2 separate regions of the Danio rerio genome follow, and region 1 is linked to region 2. The links are chromatin contacts, called in public Hi-C maps. All regions are on one chromosome and are shown on one strand. Each heading gives the region's core, a stretch centred on a gene start, on an enhancer-like site or on the middle of the called end of the contact. The rest is flanking DNA. Distances are from core to core; before and after follow the strand shown.

Region 1 (7,059 bases), core at 170-2,669, 250 kb after region 2:
ATGCCACGGGCCGGCCCTGAGTTGGCTGAGTGTTGTAAATACCGGCGCTCACCTCCCTCGCGACAGAGCGCATAGGAGATAAATGACGTCACTACATAATAACCGGTTATGGTTATTACTGAATCGATACCGAATTGTCTGCTTCTGCATCGCGGTGCACCGAAGAAACAATTAATTTTGACACCCCTAATATATATATATATATATATATATATATATATATATATATATATATATATATATATATATATATATATATAGTATTTATGTGCAATAATTACATTTTACAACCTTTTCATATCAGATTTTTTTTATTTCACTTTTTACTACAATCAAATATTTTGTGTTATAGTCCTTTTCTCAGAAGTATTCAAGATTATTTTATGCTCTAAAAGTTGTAAAAATTACATATAAACACGTCTACTGCATAAATGATTTTGTAAATTTTAAAAATAAAAATAAATGTAAATTATTGAACAAAAATAGACATGGACTAAAATGGCAAAAAACAAAAAAAAAAACATGTTTTTCAATACACAAGTAGAACCATTTTTTTTTTTAAATTTCCAATTTGTATTATTTGATGTTTTTCTAATTATTTCATTTATATCACTTTTAAAAAAAATATTTTTTTTAATTCATTTCAACTTCACTTTTAGGTTTTGAAGTATGTCAGTTTAAACTGAATGAAATAAGTAATGTTGCTTTGGCAGTTGAATATTTCAAGTAACATAAATAGTTTGTTAACAATAATAACCCTGATGAAACATTCAATTAAACTTAAAGAAAACCACAGGCTATAAAGCCCTGCCTTTGATATAAAGACCCTTGAATATTTAAAAGAACTGACAAGTTAAGAGACGTGTTTGTCGTCATATTTTTTGAATGACTCATCTGAAGTGTTGATCAAATCTACAGTTTTTCCACTGTTTTCTCCAGCTCTTCTGTTTATCACCAGTTTTTCAAGAACACGTAAATCACAGAAGAGCTCTGTAAAGATACATGTGCTAAAATCGGCTGATAAAAAGTGAAAGTTATTGTTGTAAATGACATATAAAGTGCAATGCATCACATAGTTTGAAAAGCTTAAAGTCTGACAAACCATTTTGACTCCTAACATTTCTTCTCCAACATTCGTCTGTTACATAAACAGGCCACGAATCAAAGCCATTGTGAATTAGAAGCACCTGAATGAGATTTCTGGATTACCCGCAGAGGAAACTCCCGTTACATCCAGTTCCTTTCGCTGGCTCCGAGTTGAAACAGACCAGTCGCTTGAATATGGTAAACATACACAAAAAAATGTGTCAAAACACTGCCTTTATATGGTTTTAATTAGGCGAGCATGTGCTGCCAGAAACACGTTATTATTTACACTCGAGCGCTGCTTTAGCGCCACCCGGTGGATAATAAAGCGCATATGCAGCTGCTTAATTCTAGACTAGACTAGACTAGACTAGACCATACGACCTACATAAAGAGTGGTGTTTGTACCTCATTACACATTTACGTTTCATACCGTTACTAAATAACCAGAAAACCCCAAATTAACAGATATCACCCCATTATCTCAGACCATCTTGACAGAAATTATCCGTATTAAATTATAAAACATTGGCAGATTTGACTATATATTTAGAGACAACACAATTAAGCCTGTTATCACGCCAAAATAATAAGTGACGTAAAATGCATCTTCCATTGCTTCTAGTCAAGCACTACTAGCCTACATGTGTTGTGGTGTTGTTCGCCCTCTGCTGGTGATGGTGCTCATCCGCAGCACGTCTTTATTTGTGTTTCACTGCGAAGAAGAGAATTGCAACACCACTTAAAATATTCATAACCTATATTAGAGCTTATTTTCTGGTGGTCTGAATATTGTAAAATTAATATTTCATACGTTCTTTCTTAAGGCCAAACACATATGGTCATATGAACGCAGAAACGAGAAGACCAACGCTGAGGAAAAAAATGTTGTGGAAACTATTTTCACTAAGGAATTGCTCGTAAATTTCCTAAGTAATTGCAGGAAATGGAAACTAATGCAATGAATGACATGCCAAGAAACACTGAACTACGATTATAGCTGCATAGTTCAAACTGCAATACAGGCCTATATTATGTTTTACATTATGTGTGTTTGGTTGGGTATATAATCACAACAAGTCAGATATTAACAGCACAGTAAAAAAGTACAAATGTAAAAACTATAAAATCCTTTATTGAATCGAATTATTGGGCCCTATCGAACTCATATTTGTACACGACAGGGTTGTTATTGCTCAGTAATCAAATCAAACTCTAAACTCACTTTGATGAACCAAATTAAAGCTTAAATAACTAAATATAAGAATAAAAGCTTTATTAAAGAAAAAACGAATAAAAATTACAAAACCACATTTTTTTAAGATATACACCACCATAGTAAGCATTATAAATTTTGATAACACTGATCCATGGCTTAAAAGGATAGTTCACTTGTTAAAACCCATTTGAGTTTCTTTCTTCTGTTGAATTCACACACAAAGATCTTTTAAAAAAAAGCTGAAAACAAGTAACCATTGACTTCCATTGCATTTGTTTTTCCTATGGAAGTCAATAGTTACAGGTTTTCAGCTGCAATGTGACAGTGTTGGTATTGCTCAACAACTAACTAAAACTTATTCAAATCACTTTAATCAAACAAATTAAAGTTTAAATAACTAAATACGAGACTAAAAGAGAGAAATAAAAAAAGACAAAACCACAACATTTTCTAAAAAACAAACAAAAGCCAATTTAAATAACTTACACCACCATAAGTGATAGAAATTCCAAAATAACAATGATCCATGGCTTAAAGGGATAGTTCACTGGCTCCAAACCCATTTTCTTCTGTTGAACACACACACACACACACACACACACACACACACACACACACACACACACACACATACTCACACACATACTCACACACACACACACACACACACACACACACACACACACACACACACACACACACACACACACACACACACACACACACACACACACACACACACACACACACACACACACACATTTGTTTTTGTGAAAAGTGGGGACATTACATAGGTTTCCATTCATTTTATACTGTCCAAAGGAGACTGTGTGCAGCTTTACTCTCTGATTAAACGCATCCTGTGTGATTTATAAGCTTTTTAAGAAATGAGGATGTCACCTATGTCCTCATATTTCACCTACTTTTTGTAATACCTGTGTCATACCTATGTCATTATACAGATTTGTGTCCTGATATGTCACAAAAACACACACACACACACGCACGCACGCAGGCGCGCACACACACACACACACACACACACACACACACACACACACACACACACACACACACACACACACACACACACACACAGACAGACAGATCTTTTGAAGAATGCTGGAAACGGGTAACCATTGACTTCCATGTATTTATTTTTCCAATGAAAGTCAATGGTTACAGGTTTTCAGCTTTCTTCAACGTACAGTTGAAGTCAGAATTATTAGCCCCCCTGAATTATTAAACATCCTGTTTATTTTTTTCCTCAATTTCTGTTTAATGGAGACAAGATTTTTTTCGACACATTTCTAAAAATAATAGAATTCTAAAAAATAAACTCATCTCTAATAACTGATTTATTTTATCTTGCCATGATAACAGTAAACAATATTTGAAGATATTTTATGACATTTCTATACAGCTTAAAGTGACATTTAAAGGCTTAACTAGGTTAACTATAGGCAGGTTAGAATAATTAGGCAAGTTATTGTATAACAATGGTTCTGTAGATCATCGGAAAAAATAGCTTAAAGGGGCTAATAATTTTGACCTTAAAATGCATTTTTTAAATTAAACACATCTTTTATTCTAGCCAAAATAAAACAAATAAGACTTTCTGCAAAGAAAAATATTATCAGATGTACTGTGAAAATGTCCTTGCTCTGTTAAACAACATTTGGGAAATATTAAAAAAAGATATCAAAGGGGGCTAATAATTCTGACTTCAACTGTATCTTATTTAGTGTTTGACAGAAAATAAAATAAACTCAGTGAAAGTTTAAACCACACAAGTGTGAATAAATTGATTTAATGTTTATGTTTTGGGATGGAAATATCCCTTTAAGTTTTAATACTGTATTTTAAGTTGCTTCTTAATGGATAAAAATCTGCCTGAAACAGATGTGCATGCAAAAGAAAAGAGTGGAGACAGACGATTATTATTTTTTTCTCCTTTTATTGAACACAAGAATTTTGACAGAATGAAGTCAGATTTTGTTGTCGGTTAGTATTTACAGCAGTGGCAGTGGGAGGGAGAGCTGGAAGTGTAGAAATCTGGATACAGTCAGCTGGGAGAAGGGCCTCTCAGTAGGGGATGAAGAAATGGATGTCGTATAAAGGTCTGACATGAGAGAGATGATGAGAGAAACCTTTTCCACATCAAACAAGTGTAATCTAGTCAGACGATGAGCTTTAAATGAATCTGGGAACAGACTTTTTTGTCTTTAAAGTGGCTTGATGGTACGACTGCGGCGGTAAACTGTGTAAACAAATTGGTCCCACATTAAATGGCAGTATGAAACGGAGAGAAACAACTTGTTTGTTTATTAGACCTGAATTCAGCTGGAAACGTTTTGTAATAACTTTCATTGTTAATAATATCATTACATTACACATGCTTAAAGGGATAGTTCACCAAAAAATGAACATTCAGTCATCATATATTGAAGAATGTTTGAAATCAGTAACCATTGACTTCCAAATGTGTTTTCCTTATATGGAAATCAATTGCTACTGGTTTTCAAAATTCTCAACACAAAAAGAGCTCATAAATGTTTGGAAACACTCCAGGGTGAGTATATGTTCTTTTTTTTGATGAACAATCCCTATAACAGAACACAAGTTTACATTCAAATAGTTCATGAAACTATATATTATTATATTTGTTCATGAGCTATAGATCTGTTTTAAGCTTTAACAATGAAAGTTATTAAAAAGTGATGTCGTCCAGCTCCACAAAAGCACTTCATGTTCGTCTAGTAGTGAAAGCAAAAACAGTGAACATACAAAATGATGAGTTCACTGACATTCAGATACAACAGGTAAAGCCTTTGACATTTTCAGTTACTTAGCAATTCAATTCGTAACCTTAACACCGATGACATCTAGTTCAGAATACATCACATGCATATTTCAGGTTTAAAAATAAATGACAAGGCAAATGGAATGAACGGAAAGATTTTTGTAATTCGATGGTGCCTATGAGACGAAATGCATCGAGACAGTTTTGTATGTGAATATATTTATATATGTATATACATACATGTCTTATTTTGCATCAGTTAAATAGAGGCATGTTGTCGAGATTTTGAGAACTCAAGTTTTTAAGAAAACCACGATCCATTTACATCCTCAGACCAAGTGACGACACGTTTGAGCATAAAACTAAACGTATTATTTTTACTATTTTCACAGTTTACAGATCTGGACCAAGTTGCCACAGAGAGAGTAGCGGCCCATCCAGGCCTGCATACGAGAGGATGTTTAATATTGAAGGCACCAACTCCTTTTGTGTCCGTATTTGACTTCTGCTGCAGTCAATGTTTGTTTGTGTTTAATTTATTTATTTTTGTTTGTATTTTCAAAATGTTTTTCTTTTCTTATCGTGATGAACATCATTTGAACTAACAGCTACAGCTTTCACAACCTATGGAAACTTTTTATTTCTTTATTTTTTTTCTAGTACAAAGAACACACTGTATTCACACTAGGAATTTTCACGCATTCACAGTGCACAAGCTTGCAGCCTAAAGAATGAGAAACACTGTACAAAAAACAAAACAAAAGTCAGGCTGAATATTCTTTATGCTACGATCCACACCGGAGTACTATGGCTTAAATAAAACGGAAATAATTTGGCCATTTAAGACATTTGAGAAAAAGCAACAAACATTAACATTTTTTATTACCATCGAAGGGGTACGACTTCATTCTGACGTCACGTTTATCAATTAATAATGAAGTTACCAATTAATGGTTAGGTTGCAAATTAAAAAGACTATTCTGTAATGTTTTATCCATAAGTCATGCCCAAACCCGTAAGGCAGGGGTATCAAACTCATTTCTTTGAGGGCCGCAGCCCTGCACAGTTTAGTTCCAACCCTACTTCAATACACTTACCTGGAGGTTTAAAGCAAGCCTGAAGAACTTAATTAAGCTGCGGTTACACTATAGTTTGAGCATGCGAAATTCTGTAGTATGGCGCTGCAAAAAGTGACGGGATTAAATAAGATGATTAGACATTTAAAAAGCGAGCGATTGGTCCATATTTAAAATTTCTGTCTAGAGAGGTCATGTTTTGATCCTCGATTTGTCTCACACAGTCAAGTAATTTTGCAGAGGTTACCAAGTTTGAACTTTGCAAAGCAGCGAACTGCAAAACTTACATGTTTCCACCCACCCCTACTCCCCCTCCTTTCTAGATGGTCGACACGGCGGCCCAGTGATTAGCACTGTTGCCTCACAGCTAGAATGTCTCTGGTTAAAGTCTCTACTAAACCAGCTGACATTTCTGTGTTTGCCCGTTTTCCCCGTGCTCGCCTGGGTTTTCCTCGGGCTTCCCCACACAGTACAAAAAACACAACCTAAGTAAGTTGAACATACCAAAATGGCATTATAGTCAAGAACTTAGTAAGCCGTATATCTCTCCTCAGACATTATATAACAGCCATTAGCCAAAAATAAGTCGGGGGTGTTCATCGAGATCTACCTGAGCTCAAACTCCCCTCTCGCCCTGCTAACAGGAGGGAGCCCAGAGCTCGAGGATCTTATAAGCTCAGGGCTCTCTCCCGGGACAGCATGCCAAACAAGCTTATTACCAATCATCAGCTAAGTGTGAAATCTTGAATTAGGGTTAAAACTAAACTGTGGAGAGATGTGGCTCTCCAGAACTGAGTTTGTCACCTGTGCACTGTAAGGGCTTGCAACCCAAAACAAATTTTCATACATATTCATATTCAAAACATATTTATACA
Region 2 (6,564 bases), core at 2,873-5,372:
AGTAAAATTTTCTAGTCTACAAAAAAATCTTATTAAAATGACCAGATCAATGAAACACACTTCATTAATAGGCTACATTATGCATTGCTAATTAAATGATAGATAGCTGATTGACTCCTATTAGGTTTACGCACTTTATTCTGTTTTACAGATTTAACATGTACATAGGTCGACCGTGAGGTGGAGCAACAGGTCGGCCGTGAGGCGAGGACGGGTCAGCCGTTAGGCGGAGCAACAGTTCGGCCGTGAGACGAAGCACGGCCGCCGCTAAGCCATTTGGTTTAAAAAAAGCGTGTATATACAGTATACATTGTACAGTAAATTAAGAGTCTTATTTCTTTTTTTTGTTAAATACACACTAAATAACTTGCGTCTCAGATAGAAATTTAACATCGCTAAAAATGGCACAAAGAAAATGGTGGTTTCTCACACTGATGTCCCTGCATGTTGAAGTGACGTGCTTGCTCTCTTTCAAGTCTGCACTCCCAACCTAGCACTGCTGGGTTATAGATCAAGACCGATTTTAAACTCAAATTGGGTTAAATCAACCCAATTTTATTACCAAGCAGTCTCAACTCAGTATTTGGGTTAAAAAACCAACCCAGCGTTTTTTAGAGGGTATGCTGTTGTTTTTATTAAATACGTTTAGCAAATATTTTAGAACAATGAATGTAGTTCAATTAAATGTCTTTGAATAAAATCATGCAACACATGCAACATCATCAAGAGTTTTCGAGGTTTTCCAGGCTTAAATTGTGAATAGTTGGATAGAACAGAAGTATTAGAAGCTATTTAAAGATTATAAACATGAAATAAAACATTCATCAAGCCATACCTTATGAAAAGCATCAGTTTACTGGTGATTCATTATGACAGTGAGCAGCCACAGCTATTTCATATCTAATTTTTAACCAAATACTTTTTACAAAAAAAAAAACATACTATTACGAGAAAATGTAAATTTTTTACATTTTATGTAATATTTTTTAAATTTATCCAGCACACTTAGACAATTCACTCAGTTTATGAATGAGCTCAGTAGACAGAATGAAGGCAGTCTTTTGACCACATTTGCATTCATACACTACAAGAGCAATTCAGTTTAATGTGTTTCCAACCAGTTCTGAATGCGATTGAAAGTGGACAAGCTCAAAACATAAGTTTCACAGTGGAGTAAACAGGGCCTTACAGAGAGGCATGTGCTGAACATTTACCTCCTCGTTGTAGCCGTCAACATCAGAGCGCACCAGAATCTTGCCTACATTGGGAATCTCGACTTCAGAAACCTCATTCTCAGGCTGGGTGTTTGTGTCTTCAGCTGTGCTTTCTTCAGTGGATGAGGCTTCCGGATCAGTCTGTGCATCTACTTCTGCCTCTGCTCCTCCTTCAGGACTGGTGACCTGCTCCTCCACCTCAGTTTCTGTCTCAAGTTCACCTGCAGAGACCGACTGATGAACACATAGAGAAGACTGTCAGTGATGTCAGTCTATTATCATGATTTATAGAGATATTCAGTCATAACACGCTTTTGTAAGAAAACCAGGAAGTCTAATTATCGATGCATTCCCTCATTCATTTTTAATTGGTTTTTAAAACAGTGACAAAGTGAAACTCTGACCAGACATTTGACCAGAGAGCGGAGATGGCTAGGAAGTAGGAGGAAAGTAATGTTTTTTATTATTTAAAATTTACCTATATGTTTTTTTTTATTATCTGACACCATAAAAAAATAATTGCTTAAAACAACCATGAACTAAAATCCAGTCAAATATGACACATAGCTGCAATGCCGACATTTATCATTTATGTTTAAGTAATGTAAATATAATAATAATAATAAAGTTTATATTAAGGCATTAACTAACAATGAGTATCACTTTACATTGGTGTATTATAATATGTTAGTTCATAAACATACGCCTGTTAATTGTTAGTTTGTTAGCTTAGTCTCATTACATATTTTCTAAATCAAAGTCTGCATTGGTTAATGTTAACTTAGGTAATCAAATACAATCTTAATCTGTAAAGTGCTGCTAAAATAACTAAAACTAAAGAACTTAAGAACGAAACTAGAACTTTAACAGAACATACATTTTTAGACATACTTTAAAACAACAATTAAATGATACTAATCCTAAATGATACTAACTTAAAATTTCACAAACAGATCAGTATGGTGGTAAAATCCTGCCTTTTCCACCTAAGTCAAGCCATTTTTATCCCAGAGAAATTTTCAAACAGTGATTCATGCCTTCGTAACAACTCGTCTGGATTACTGTAACTCCCTCTATTATGGCATTTCTCAGACTTCTCTCTCTCGTCTGCAGCTGGTACAAAATGCGGCTGCAAGACTACTCTCTGGCACCCGCATGTATGAGTCGGTAACTCCTATTTTAGCTGCACTTCACTGGCCACCCGTAAAATACAGAATTGATTTTAAATTTGTATTATTTGTTTACAAAGCCTACAATAATATATGCTTGCCAATAGTGTCCTATATGAACATGTTTTGCGGTTATTTTCTTTAGGATTTTAATTTTTTTTTCAAGAAAATCACATTTGAATATGCACCAACTGGTGGGAAAATATGTTTTACGCACCGTTCAATGTAAAATTGGAATAGGAGGAGAACATTTGGCATTCCAACTTAAAGCAACTGCTTTCAAAAGATCAATTCATATTCATTAACACTTTTATTAAGTTTAAAATAAGAAAACCATATAGATCATATAGTTTCAAGAATATGAAAACATAAACAACTAATCCATTTGTCTTACAGTGATGAATCGCATGCTAGTTTGCACAACAGACAATTGTGTGAAAAATATTAATGAAAAAAGTTTATAATTATAATTATTTCAATATATATATATATATATATATAGTTAAAGACAATGTTGCAGTCTTTAAATTTTTCTCCATTTTCAACACAAAGCCGACAATAATCTTGTTCCTCAGTACCTTTCTGACTTGCTCTGTTCGTAAACCCCCTCTTGTTCATTAAGATTTTAAGATCTCAATTTACTCACCATACCTAAAACACGCTTTAAAAAAACAAGGTGTATTGTACAATATTGTAATTCAACAGAATTGCTAAATCTTTAATCAAATGAATTTTCAATAAAATATTTAAATAACTGTAAATAAATAAATGAATGCAAATAAATTAAACTATAATAATAATAACATAACAACAAAAACTCTAAATTAATAAAAAAAATTAATTATAAAATATATAAACAAAATCAAACTTAAAATTTTACAAAACTACAATAATGTATCACTGATTCATAAAATACAATGGTGCTTGATGAAAACAAACAGATTATCAGACATCCACTGTCACAGATTTAAAATTTAAGGTATTTGTAGCATGACTATAATACACAATGTAGAAAAATAATGGCAGACACCTTTATTTTCTCAAAACACAGCAGAATGCAGTGTGAGATAGCGACCACTAGAGGTCCTATCACTACCATTAATACCAAGCAAACAGATCATGCAGTGACAGCAAAGAAATAAATTAGGATCGTCTATAAAATCAACAAGTCAAAGACAGAAACTGCAGAAGAATAAATCCTCCACCATAAATACAGAATTGACTGAAATTCCACGTCAATAATAGCCAAGGCTACTGACATTAAAGACTAGACAACAAGAACAGAGGGCGCTTAAATAATAGCCTGTTGATTGAAGCATCAGGATCATTTAACGACTGAGGAAAGACGGGAATCCAGTTGGTTTTGATGGTCATGTAGGAAACACACAGCTCAGGCTCTATTTAAAGCTCTTTTCTGACACACTGTCCCCGGTAACCATGCATGAGACACGAGCCAGAAAAACTAAGGAATGCTGAACGCCACTCTGACTCCCATGAACTTTATCCTCATATTCACTTTCAAAAGGTATCCTTTTACAAAATACCAGAGCTTTGCGACACAACAGTCAAAACATTCAACATTAAGCAGGTGCAAACAAACAAATCCATATTGACTAATGTAAATAGAACTTTCTCTTTCATCTCACAACACCATTATAGTCATGTGTATATTATTCTGAATTGATGAAAACATGAAACTGACAAACTATTAAGTTCCTTAATTATATTCATTCATTCATTGTATTTTAAGCTTAGTTCCTTTATTAATTTGGGGTTGCCACAGCAGAATGAACCACCAACTTATCCAGCATATGTTTAACACAGCGGATGCCCTTCCAGCAGCAACCTAACACTGGAAAACACCCATACACTCCTGCATTAACTCACCTATTCATTCATTTTCTTTTCGGCTTAGTCGCTTTTTTAATCTGGGTTTGCGACAATGGAATGAACCGCCAACTTATCCAGCATATGTTTCACGCCCTTACATCCATACACACTCATTCACACTCATGCACTAAGGACAATTTAGCCTACCCCAAAAAAACCTGTACTGCATGTCTTTTGACTGTGGGAGAAACCGGAGCACTTGGAGAAAACCCACGCAAACGGAGGGAGAACATGCGTACTGACCCAGCCGAGGCTCGAACCAGCAATCTTCTTGCTGTGAGGCAACAGCACTACCTACTGCGCCACCGCGTCACCTCAGACACCTATACTACAGCCAATTTAGCCTAATCAATTCACCCACACCGCATGTCTTTGGACTTGTGGGGGAAACCGAAGCACCCAAAGTAAACCCACAACACCACGGGGAAAACATGCAAACTCCACTCAGAAATGTCAACTGACCCAGCCGAGGATCGAACCAGCAATCTTCTTGCTGTGAGCAAGTTAAAATGATTTTTAATATGATACACATCATTTTACTGTAATGCACTATAACACTTTGATAAATGAATGACCAAAATGTGAAGAAGTTAAAATTATGAATTGCACTTTACTTTATGGGGAAAATGAATATTTTATCTAAAAAAATATTTTTTAAAATACATATGTGATTCTCAAATAATGCCATGATGTACTTTTAAATGTATTTGTAAAAAATACTGTGTACTAACTCATGCTATTGTACACTAATACACATCCTGTATTTTGAAAAGTTTACAATATGTTTATTTTTGAAAAATATGTAAAAAGAAAAAGTACAAGTATGAATCACAAATTAATTAATGGGGAAAATGTTTATTATCATTCATTCATTCATTCATTTTCTTGTCGGCTTAGTCCCTTTATTAATCCGGGGTGGCCACAGCGGAATGAACCGCCAACTTATTTAGCAAGTTTTTTACGCAGTGGATGCCCTTCCAGCCGCAACCCATCTCTGGGAAACATCCACACACACACACAACTCATACACTACGGACAATTTAGCCTACCCAATTCACCTGTACCACATGTCTTTGGACTGTGGGGGAAACCGGAGCACCCGGAGGAAACCCACGCGAAGGCAGGGAGAACATGCAAACTGCACACAAAAACGCCAACTGAGCCGAGGTTCGAACCAGCGACCCAGCGACCTTCTTGCTGTGAGGTGACAGCACTACCTACTGCGCCACTGCGTCGCCAATGTTTATTATAAGACAAATAAATAAAAAATGTTAATAAAACATTATGAGGTATATTACATTATTGATTAAAGTATTTTAAATAATTAACATTACTAATCATTAATAAGTGAAAAAACTAGTTATAAGTAAAATTAATAATTTGTTTATTAAATACTGTGGCCATGTTTACATAAAAATTTATAAAACTATCAGTAAGAAATAAATTATATCAAATTAAATTGAACAGTATGAAGCACTACCCCAAGCTCCCTCGATACCTTCCAATACTTTAAATTTGCAATTTATTATTTCTGTTCTGTCATGATAATTCTCTGAGAGATTTAGTATGGTAATAAATACGTATATGACAATGTTGATGTGTTTGGTCTTGGCGGAATAGATCTGCTATGCTGCTGCTGCTTTGATTATTATGGCAGAACATGTACTGACACTGCGTACTGACCATGGCATTCATCTGTGTTTATAATCTTGTTGAAACACTTTGTAAATGTTGTTATGTTAAGTTATGAGCTGCGCATGCGAAAGGAGAATGTGTAAGTGCTAGCTCAGGCTTTTTGGGTTATATAAAGATACATGTCTATTATTGCAGGAGATACGAATTGGAGAGAATAAAGAGCATTAAAGATAAGAAGAACTGTTGTAGTAGTGTTGTAGCAAGTAACTTGCTTCTGAACAAGCTTTGCAAATGTCATTTTGTTTAGAAATACATTTGTCTACCTGGAGTGTACAATTGCTTTTGTAAACATTGAGTGGCCCTCAAACCTAGCGGTTTGTCTTGTTGTGATGATTTCAGATGGAAAATAATCTGAAAAACATGATGCCCATTGCTAGTGTAAACCACACTGAGGAATTTAAAATGTTGAGAAGCAAGCTCATTGGCTGCTGAGATGACAGCAATGAATATCCTGCACCATGTAGTTAAGGACGCAGGAGAAGTTTAGATGTGGCCAATCTCATAGAGTTTCACGACAGAATTTTATATTCACATGCATTAGAGTTGTGTGTTTTTGTAATTCAGCTAATGTCTAGGATAAGAGCTGTGACCCATAT

Evidence for each region. Hi-C and Micro-C count contacts between places; a contact is called where the count stands out from the background.
Region 1: a contact with region 2 is called in a Hi-C map of embryo, with 2.1 times the contacts expected there. The contact joins two enhancer-like sites. A contact is called at or near these places in 6 of 18 Hi-C or Micro-C datasets (caudal fin, embryo, hematopoietic stem cells and 1 more) and 1 of 4 datasets of contacts at active chromatin or transcription factors (caudal fin).

What each region holds. Positions count from the first base shown.
Region 1 is chr21:24,774,407-24,781,465 of GRCz12tu, forward strand. It overlaps a transcript of ncam1a not described here. Among named protein-coding and RNA genes, the nearest start is that of zbtb16a, 29 kb to the left of the region's middle. Within about 2 kb of position 1,420, at least 10 of the 62 cell types and tissues checked have an H3K27ac peak or open chromatin away from gene starts, as enhancers often do.
Region 2 is chr21:24,518,684-24,525,247 of GRCz12tu, forward strand. usp28 (ubiquitin specific peptidase 28) reads right to left here. Exons shown (of 25, transcript XM_073935314.1): 18 at 1,215-1,448. Among named protein-coding and RNA genes, the nearest start is that of zw10, 16 kb to the left of the region's middle. Within about 2 kb of position 4,123, at least 3 of the 62 cell types and tissues checked have an H3K27ac peak or open chromatin away from gene starts, as enhancers often do.